Regions from separate parts of the Lactuca sativa genome. Here region 2 is linked to region 1. The links are chromatin contacts, called in public Hi-C maps. All regions are on one chromosome and are shown on one strand. Each heading gives the region's core, a stretch centred on a gene start, on an enhancer-like site or on the middle of the called end of the contact. The rest is flanking DNA. Distances are from core to core; before and after follow the strand shown. Region 1 holds the start of LOC111877011 (histone-lysine N-methyltransferase ATX2). Region 2 holds the start of LOC111877033.

The links. Hi-C and Micro-C count contacts between places; a contact is called where the count stands out from the background.
Region 2: a contact with region 1 is called in a Hi-C map of leaf, with 4 times the contacts expected there. The contact joins the promoter of LOC111877033 here to the promoter of LOC111877011 in region 1. A contact is called at or near these places in 2 of 4 Hi-C or Micro-C datasets (leaf and seed).

The regions. Positions count from the first base shown.
Region 1 is chr5:163,084,232-163,089,792 of Lsat_Salinas_v11, forward strand. LOC111877011 (histone-lysine N-methyltransferase ATX2) reads left to right here and starts at 4,120. Exons shown (of 25, transcript XM_023873563.3): 1 at 4,120-5,056; 2 at 5,146-5,197; 3 at 5,281-5,355; 4 at 5,458-5,561. The coding sequence starts at 4,302.
Region 2 is chr5:163,762,997-163,768,447 of Lsat_Salinas_v11, forward strand. It overlaps LOC111877033, which reads left to right and starts at 3,573. Exons shown (of 7, transcript XM_023873582.1): 1 at 3,573-4,446; 2 at 4,552-4,707; 3 at 4,822-4,866; 4 at 4,989-5,222; 5 at 5,366-5,451. The coding sequence starts at 3,573.

The sequences.
Region 1 (5,561 bases), core at 2,870-5,369:
ATGTGGTGAAAGAAAAAATGCTAGTTTTATAAGTATATATAATGATATATATATATATATATATATATATATATATATATATATATATATATATATATATATATATATATATATATATATATATATAACGGCGGGTTTGTATATGCCTGTGATGGAATCCATGACCCCATTGTTAGTAACTCCTTATTAGACATCTTGTTAGCCAAGTAGGCTAGCCCCAACTTGTACCTCCTTTTTATTTACAAAAAGTACCTGATTAAAAATCATTTCAAATATTGAAACTAAATCATAAAAACCTATATGGTGAAAGTCATAACTTATAACAATTTCACAAACCGATTTGCTCATAAATAACCAACACAACTAACCTACCAATCGAGCATCCACTACCACATTCACCATACCAACCCATATTCACTCGCCTAACCGATAACCATCACGAGTCATGGCTCCTCATATTTTCATTTTCATTAGGATCATACCTTTTTTTTAGAATAGTTTATACAAGATAAACTAGCAAGTGGTTAGAAAAAAAACAATTATATCAAACAACAAGATTGGGGTTTTAAAGCTACCCAATCCAATTAGATTTTTCTTTTCTACTTCTATTACAAATCCAAAAGAATGATTGGTTCACTATAATATGAAACAAATCAACCATTTTTGTTTCTTTTCTTACCAACAAAATTATATTGCAAAAGCACCACAAGCACCACCAAATCATAAAAACAAGACACCTACAAGAAATTCTTAATCGTATACTTCATGCATGTTGTCTACATCCACACAAGCTAAAGCCTTGTACCGATCCAAGCAAGGGATATTCAAATCCGCCAATGATGAAAATGCATTCAGATACAAACAACATCACAAGTAAACAAACGCATGGTTTATGGACTCTATATCTCCATCACATAACGAACAACACACATTAGGAACATCAACACTTTTATCAACCAAGTTATCTATCGTAGGCAACTTATTTAGAGAAAACCTCTAAGAAATAATACTCACCTCAATACAGTTAAGACTATTCCACCTAGTAGGAGTGTAATTAGTAATAGGGTGTACTTATCAATCCATTATTTAGTTGTAGAAATGTAAAAAAAACCACATAACTATCTAATTCGTAATACCATCGATCATTATGATTCGACATAAAAAATATCACCAACAAGAGTGAAGGACATCACATTGCTTGACCTCAACCCCTCCCCTTGAGAACCGACACATTGACAAAATCCAATTTGATTGCTCCATTTTAGCCTTAACTGAAACAACCTTCTTTAACTCCATATCAAAGACTGTAGGAACTGGACTTTGAGTGGTTGATCTCCCAACTAAACATCACACTATGAAAGATCGATAAAGACATATCACCAATCCTTCTCTTGCAATAAGAAAAAAGATTCATGCGTTTTATCAGATAAATTAATTAGCGTTTTAAGAATGTTTATCCACATAGTAGTAACTTTGTATATCGACACAAATAGACCAATACCATCACCTGATATTGGTTAGGGGTGAGCATATTAATCGAAAAACCGAAACATAACCAAATTAACCGCTATAACCAAACCATGTTAACCGAACCATTACTAAAAGATATGATTCGGTTTCTAATTTTGATTAACCGAATATGGTCCGGTTATGGTTTTCATCTAAAACCGAACTATTATAAATCGAACCGAACCAATAATATTAATAAATATTTTTAATAAAATATAATATTAAATATATGGTAAGTAATTATATTAGAAATTGAAATTTTAAAAGGTAATTGTTTGGAGTTAGATATGATAAGTAACCTTCTATCAATACAATTATATATACACAATCATTCACTTTTTATTACGATGAACTTTACGTTTTTTTAATTTTTATAGAAAATTATTTTTATTTTTATGTCATCTTTGACCATTTTGGTTAACCGATATTAACCATTAACCATAACCATTAACCGACTAAAACCATTAACTAAAACATATATTAACCGCTGTACAATAGTTATCGAAATATATTAACCAATTATAATGGTTATGGTTCGGTTTTGGCCAATAACCGAACCAAACCGTCCCATACACACCCTATTATTGGTCTATATATAACCTTAACCAATGTAAACCAAAAAGCGTTAAGAGTTATTCAAAAAAGTGCCAAACCTACTTAAACACATAGCTTTATTTTACGTAGATAACTGCCAACCCTAAAACTCCCTTCCTACACTTTACGCCATGAAACCCATATATATATATATATATATATATATATATATATATATATATATATATATATATATATATATATATATATATATATATTCCAACCCACCCACAAGAAAAAATGGTTTCATAAAAATAAATCCTTTTGATAACCAAATGTAGGGTCTTGAAAAAATACATGACAAAGTATTAAGACACGCCTTTTCTTTACGGGGATAATGACTTAAAAGGGTAATGTATTTTTTGATTTGTATATATTTAGCCACTGACTTTTATTTTCGTCCACATTTACCCTTTCAACTTGTTAAACTCTACACATTTAGTCCTTATGACCAGCTACTCCAGGTTAGCCGGTAAAAATGACTTAATATTGTAATATATTTGTCACTTTGTACACATTTAGTCATTAATATATATATATATATATATATATATATATATATATATATATATATATATATATATATATATATATATATATATTGTTGCAAAATAAGTCATTTCTTTAGGTTTTTTCTCACGACATCTTATGTGGGATAGTCATATGGTGGTGTGATAGGTTGAGGTGGTCCTGCTATATGTTGTAGACCAAGATACCTGGTGCGGGCCGACTGTAAGGTGTAGTCGCGGAGGCTCGAGAAGAGCGGTTGGGTTAAGGCGGCATGCCGACAAACCCCGGGTATTCCAGTCTGATAATTGATTGGACCTATTGCATGTTGGCATTCCAGTCCGATAACTGATTGGGCCATGGTATTCCAATATGATGAGTGTGGGCTCGTTATGCATGATAATATGTTTGTTGTATCGAGTATTTTGGAGGAAATTCACTAAACTTTGTGCTTACCCAGTTGTTTATGTTTTTAGGTTCTATCGTTGATCGTGGGAATGCAAAGACATAATTGTACACACTCATCAACAATATTGATGATTCTGCCTTTCTTATATTACTTTGATTTTCGAAAAATGTATTTTGGAATAAACGTTTTTTTTCTTAATAATGGATTTATAATTAGAGACTTTTGTCTTATTTAAAAATGAAAATTTTTGGTTGTGTAAATGAGACATTACAGATAAATATCAACAGCCCCATACACTTCATCAATGATTGTCCCATGTAAGATGTTGTGAGAAAAACCTAAAGAAATCATTCATAAGTACTGAATGAGTACAAAAACAAGAATAACTTATGTTGAAACAAAAAATATTAAGGACTAAATGTGTATAAAAATATTAAGGACTAAATGTGTACAAAATAAGAAATATATTACCCTATTAAGTCATTTTTCCCAGCCAACCTGGGGTAACAGGTCCTATGGACTGAATGTGTACAGTTTAACAAGTTGAAGTGGTAAATGTGGACGGAAAAAAAACTCAGTAACTAAATATGTACAAATCAAAAAATATATTACCATTTTAAGTCACTATCCCTTCCTTTAGGATGTCTTTCCCCTCCCTTGCATCATATTGAAAGTCGTGGCCTTTCTTTGATATATTTCTTTAAACTTTGATGATTTTTATTGAATTATTTTATGACTTCAGGATATATTTTACAATTGGAGACTTAACATTCCACCACCAAGACAAGTCTCACAACATGCATTTAATAATGATTTCATACTTTTTTCATATAATCCCTTATGCTTTATTATGTCTCTTAAATTGTTATAACACCTTTAAACTAGGTATTTCACAAGATTTTGCTAAAGCAACTTTATATACTTTGACATTTTTCAATGGAAAGACCCTATGCAATTTTATATATCCAATAAGGTATTTGTTAAAAATCCAAGTTTTGAGTGTTTTCTATAAGTTTAACAAGTATGAAAGTAAAGGGTTTCCCCTGGATGCAAAGTACATGCAAGTGGGTGTAAGTGAAAATATATATATGTCTCATAAAATAAGCAACTCCTTTCTTCTTTCTTTTTTTTCCTTGCTCGTCGTCTGTGGGGCGGGAAACTGGTTCTTCCGGGGAAAATAGAGCTCTCTCCTCCCTCCAAAAAGCTCACTGCTACTTCAATTTTGAAACCCTAGTTACAATGTCACACTAATCTTTGAAAATCCCCAAATTTCCCAAATCGAATGGCATTTTCTTCTCAATTGTTATCACCAACCGCCGATAACAAGCAGAGAGAAGACGCCGACGAAGAAGCGCCGCCGGAGGAGCAGAAAGTACTGGTTCAATCGGAAGAAGATCATCGTCATCACCATCGCGAGGCGAGGTACGTTGCCCTTGACCTCGTGTACTCAGCTACATCCCCTTGCAGTTACGCGAATGTCATGTCTAAGAAGGTGAAAGCTAGGAAATACTCCATTTTAGGGGTTCATAAAGATGCCATCTCCGTGGATCCAAAGTCATCGCCACCGAAACCACCTGTCATTTATTTCTACTCTCGCAGTCGCCGTCGCAAAAGGAGTGATAGTTTCCATGGCACTTCTGTTTACGATAGTTTTCGTTCGAATCCAAATACGGTTTCTGCTGTTGTACCGAAAGTTGAGGATGTTGAATTTGATGGCGAAGATCGGGAGGTGAGGTCTATTGGGGTTTTGGAAAATTCTAGTAACAAGAAGAGGAAGACGAGTCAAGAGCTTATCAATCTAGGGCTTAATTCAGTTTGTCTTGATGCTCCAAGATTGAGAGAATCATCTCGAAAACCTAACAGAACTGATGATGCTAGCGCTAGCAGTGGCCGCAGAAGAAGCAAAAACAATGATAACAGAAACAATGACGACAAAAACGTCTCCCACAAAAACAGTGGTGATGGAACTGAAGCAACTGAGACTGAAGATACAAATAAATCCACCACCAATGCAAGTCGCACCAAGAGATGGGTGAGGTATGTTCTATTCAAAGAAATTCCATTTATTTTGTTCAAATTACTACAAAAATGGTAAGCTATATACCAGCTTCTGATCTTTGAAACAGGCTGACATTTGAAGGTGTGGATCCCCAGAAATTTCTTGGATTAGAATGCAAGGCAAGCCTTGATTCTTATACCTGTTTCATATAATAAATTTAATGTTCCCTCATCTTACACCTTTGGGTATTGAATTACTGAAGGTTTACTGGCCATTAGATGCTGATTGGTATTTTGGCCGAATTGCAAAGTATGACTCAGAAAGCCATCGTCATCATGTAATGTCTCTTTAATCCCTGTTTTGCAAATTGCAATTGCATACACAAAAATCTTTGGAGCAGTTCTTTACAAAGTTATATATGGTTTTCTTGATAAAATAGGTTGAATACGAAGATGGTGATGATGAGTGGGTGATCTTATCTAAAGAAAGAATTAAGTTCAATGTGTCTCCAGATGAGATAAAAAGTCTAGAGTTGACTTGCGA
Region 2 (5,451 bases), core at 2,323-4,822, 680 kb after region 1:
TTTAGTGTGTAATATATAGGGTTATTAATTTTGTTGGCCTCGACAACCACCACATTTCATGGGTGCTTCATCTACATATGTTTATAGGTTCGTCATCTCCAACACTCAAACCTCATATCCTGCATTCCTTTGAAGGGTAGGCAAAAAGTTCTATTTTTGGTGATGATTTTTCATCAAATTTGAACCAACAGAAGGAGGATCTTGTCGATATTAAGGAACGCAAACTCATATTTTTATGCATTTTAACCAAGGGGGGATGGATTAATAGTGATGGATCTGGATCCTGATTAACATGTGGTCGCCAAATGGAAAAGAATGAAAAACCATATCAGGTATGTGTGATTTTTTTGATGTTCTTTCTCTTTTTTACCAGTTCCACTGATGTGCATGTTTTTTAAGATTTAGAGTGCATTAAATTTAGTAAGATCATGCATTATAGTGTTTCCATGAGAACCAGAAAGGTTTGTTTGAAATATTTAATAATAACATGGTCTTTATGTCTATAATGATGTTGATTATCAAAACCTTATTATGGATGCAGGGGAATGTAGTATGATATGTATTTATTGAGATAAGGTTGGTCTTTTTTAGGGCATTCACTTAGCTTTGAGTAAAGGTGATGATATGTTTCTTCTATTTTGGACCTTGATGTAGAGTAAGCTAATAACGAAATGATTATGTGGTGTATTTATAATTTAATATCGTTTTGTATATGTTTTAAAACTAAGATTTTGTTTAACAATTTCCATGTTTGAGAATTAGTTCACCATTTCTATTTTATGATTTCTTCATGTTGTTGTAGCCTATGGGTTATTTCTAGGTTCATGATTTCTATGATTGAGAATTCGCTAACCATTGTGAGAATTCTAATCTGTTTAAATACTACTTGCATCATCTCTATAAATCTATTAATAGTTTCATTTGTACTTTTATTTCATCACATTATTATTTGTTATTGGTGTTGTTTTTCTTTGAGTCCTTTGGTTTCTTTATATTACATGACCATCATCATCCATTTCTATCTACACTAATCACAATTATTCTGGTAACTTTGATAATTTTTATTTTCTATTTTTACTTCAGGGGCTCATTCAATAACAAATGGAGAAGCAACTTTTGTATTTGCAAATTATATAAAGAAATAGAATAGAAAATGAAGTTGTAAATATTCTTAGTCTACCCCTCAACAACTCCAATAGAAACAACATCAAAGACTACATGGCATACCTAATTGCATTCAATGTAAATTCAAATATTTGATTTTGGACTTAATATCACTAGGCTTGATGCCAAGAACAAAGACCCACGCCACTTAGATCTCCCTCTTTATGTTTTCTACGAACACATACATCCCATTAGGTTTAGACTGTGAGTTGTTTGATTTGATTTAGGGAGTTTTTAGAATAAACTTGAATCTTTTTAAACATATTTTCGAGTTTATACAGGTTCTATATGTTTTAATCTGATTCAATATGAATGTAAGTCCCTTCATTTTTTTTCTCTTATTATTTTTCTACTGAAATGACTATATGTGCACGTATTGTGGTATTGATGATAATTGGATGGTATGTTTTGTAAATCACATATACCCACTTCTATTGTAACAATTCTGTGAGACACTAGTTATTATTATTATTATTATTATTATTATTATTATTATTTTGCAAATTTGTTCCGATTGGTGTTAGGTTTCTTGAAATAGCTTATGAAACTCAAAAAATATATTGATTATTTGTTGTATTATTTTGTTTATAATTATATAATTTGTTAAAAGACCATTTAGATTTGGTATTTAATGTTTGATTCTAACAGTATGTGGAATTGTTGGTTCCACTCGGGATATACTCACTTACTTACGTACACCCACCTATGAATATACTCATGTTTTTTAAAATAACATATTAAGCTTCTATTGTAACCAATTAACTTTTATTGTGGATTGAACGAGAGAGTAAGAAAATAATTTTTTTCTTTGAAACAATTTAGCTTTTAGAATATGTTTTTTTAATAACATACTTTTGTTCTTTTGCATTTTGTTTGACTATTTCATCAAAATTTAATGTATTTAACATAATTTAATTACTTTGTAAAAAAATATTTTTTATTTTGACAATTTTAAAGTTCAATTTACAACAAACTATTTGATTCCATTAAAATTTTGTGGCGATATGTTATAATTTACAAAGAAAGAAAACATATAATATAATACTTTTTTTGAAATAAGCTTAATAAATATAATAATAACAATATGATCTTATTTTTAAAATATAATGATAGAGGACGGGTTATTTAAGAACAAAAATTCTAGAATCTCTAGCCAACGCCATTACTTTTCTTCACCCCAACATTCGCTATTGCTCCGCATACACACACATACATGTTATATAAGTCTATAGTAGATTTTGGATTTCGATCTGTGACCAATCGCTACACACACTCTCTTCCTCGCCCCAACATCTGCTACAAGTGTACTGGATTTTGCCAAAGATTCGTCTATGTCCATCTGAAGATGACATGTTCCCATTCAAGCTAAAACGAAAACAATTTCCAATCCGATTACATTTTGCGATGACAATCAATAAAGCCCAATTCCAAATGTAGGTATTTATCTTTCAAAATAGGTTTTCTCTGTCAAACCCCCAAGGGCGGAGGTAATGCAGGGGCTAGCAGATATGCTCCCCCCCCCAAACATCTTTTATTTTATTTATATAGTATTATAATATTTAGTTTTTTAAGCCCCCAAAAAATTAATTTAAGCCCACTGCCCCCCTTATTACAACCCATTTATTTAATATTATGTTGAATACTTTAGGCGTACGCAGTATACATTTACAATTAAACCTTTATCGACAGCCGGCAAATCGTGGATTACTTCAGTTATATTCATCACAATTAAATTCAAGACTCCCAAAAGGTAATTCTAATCATCATCCTCATTAGTTAATACATATTTAAGTTTTTGTAATTTGCGGTAATATTTATTTTGTACACTATAATACTTGAAAGGGAGTATTTCAAGTCTTCAATTATAGTCAATTAGTCATCCTGTAGGTTCATCGGACATCCAAAAAGTAACTTTTTAATTCTTACTAGTTAATATATATTTAAGCTTTTTGTAATTTGTGGTTAATATTTATTTTGAACATTATAATTTGTAATTAATGATGGTATTATGATTGGTTAATTGGTTTCTTAATTTTTATAATTATAGGGTAAACTATGAGCAAAAAAAGAACCATTGATTTTTTTTTCAAACGAATAGAAGATGTTAATGATCTGCAACCGCATCTTGTTAGTGATAATATTGGGGAAAATGCTAATACATGCCCAAAACCAGAAATGAATAGTAATATGGAAGATCCGATTAATGTTGAACCTGAAAAAAAAATGATATTTCAAATTCAAGAGAGGTAAACTTAGATTCTTTGATTCGTGATCCCGGAGAACACCCTTTGATCTTAAGCTATCCAAGTCACCAACGTGATAAGATTAGACGATTGTATATTACACTTGGACCATACCAAATTCAAAAATCAAAGTATCCTTCTAGTCCTAGCGGTCCAAATGGTTCTATGCGCAATTTTCAACAAGCTTGGTTTAAAAAATTTTGGTGGTTGGAATATTCTGAGAAAAAAGATGTTGCATTTTGTTTCCCTTACTTTCTTTTTAATAAGAAACCTATTAGAAGAGTCGGGTCAGATACATTTACCGTGACAGGATTTAATAGGTGGAAAAAGGTGAATTGTGGCAAAGATTGTGCTTTCATCGTCCATGAAGGTAAGACTCCGGCCTCAGCACATAATTTTTCTGTTAGATGCTATGAAGATTTAAAAAACCAGTTGTGTCACATAGAAAATGTGATTGAGAAACAAACGACTCAACAAGTTATGGATAATATATTACGCCTTAAAGTTTCTATTGAGGCTATTAAATGGCTCACATTTCAAGCATGTGCTTTAAGAGGTCATGATGAGCGACCTGACTCAATAAATCAAGGGAATTTCCTTGAACTTATAAAGTTACTTGCTTCTTATAACAAGACTATTGATGATGTTGTGTTAGAAAATGCTCCTCAAAATGCAAAGTACGCATCACCGGATATCCAAAAAGAAATATTACGTGTTTTAGCTACAAATGTACAAAAAGCCATTCGTGATGAAATCGGGATGGCACAATTTTGTTTGATAGTTGACGAGTCTCAAGATGAATCTAAGAAAGAACAAATGGCTATTGTTGTGAGATTTGTTGACCGAGAAGGACATGTCAAAGAAAGATTTTTGGATTTGATTCATGTCAAAGATACAACTTCATTGACCTTGAAAAATGCAATAATGGGTTCATTGTCTTATCATAAACTTAGTGTCCAAGATATTCGGAGTCAAGGATATGATGGAGCTCATAAACTTAGTGTCCAAGATATTCGGGGTCAAGGATATAATGGAGCTAGTAACATGCATGGAGAATGGAATGGGTTGCAAGATTTATTATTAAAGGAATGCCCTTATGCTTATTACATACATTGTTTTGCTCATTAATTGCAATTGGCTCTAGTTGCAGCGACTAAAGATGTGACTGAGGTACATAACTTCTTCAAAACCTTAAACTTTATAGTTAATGTCATAAGTTCTTCTTCCAAGCATACTGATCAATTACAAGATGCTCAAATTGTTGAAATTTCTCATTTAATTGAGGTTGATGAGATTGAGAGTGGAAAAGGAACAAATCAAATGTGAACATTACAATGGCCTGGAGATACTAGGTGGAGTTCTCATTTCAAATCAATATGTAGTTTGATGAGACTTTTTGGTCCATCTTGTGTAGTGTTGACTGACATTGCTACAAAAGGTTCTACATCTTCTCAAAAAGGTGATGCAATATTTTCACTTAAACATGCATTGTCATTTGATTTTGTCATTGTTTTACATATGATGAAAGAAATAATGGGGATAAATGACAAACTTTGCCAATCTTTACAAAAAAATCTATAGATATTGTTAATGCATTGGTCTTGGTTTCCACAACAAAAATATTGCTTCAAAAACTAAGAGATGAAGGTTGGCAATCGCTTTTGCATCAAGTGGTTTGCTTTTGTAAAAGGAATGACATTTTGGTTCCTGGTATGAATGAAACTTATAGATATGTAATTCGAACACGGCGTGATAAAGATGATATCACTGTAGAGCATCACTACCGAGTTGAATTGTTTATTGCTGCTATTGACAGTTAGTTACAAGAGTTAAACTCTAGATTTAATGAGTCTGTAACGAAGCTTCTTCGTCTTAGTGTTGCGCTAGATCCAAAAAATCCTTGAATGTTGAAGATATATGTAAATTGGCAACAACTTATTATCCTTTGTACTTTACAGAGCATGAAATTAATTTGCTGAAACTTGAGTTACGACATTATGAGCTAGATGTGCGCAATCACCCACAATTGAAAAATTCATCTACA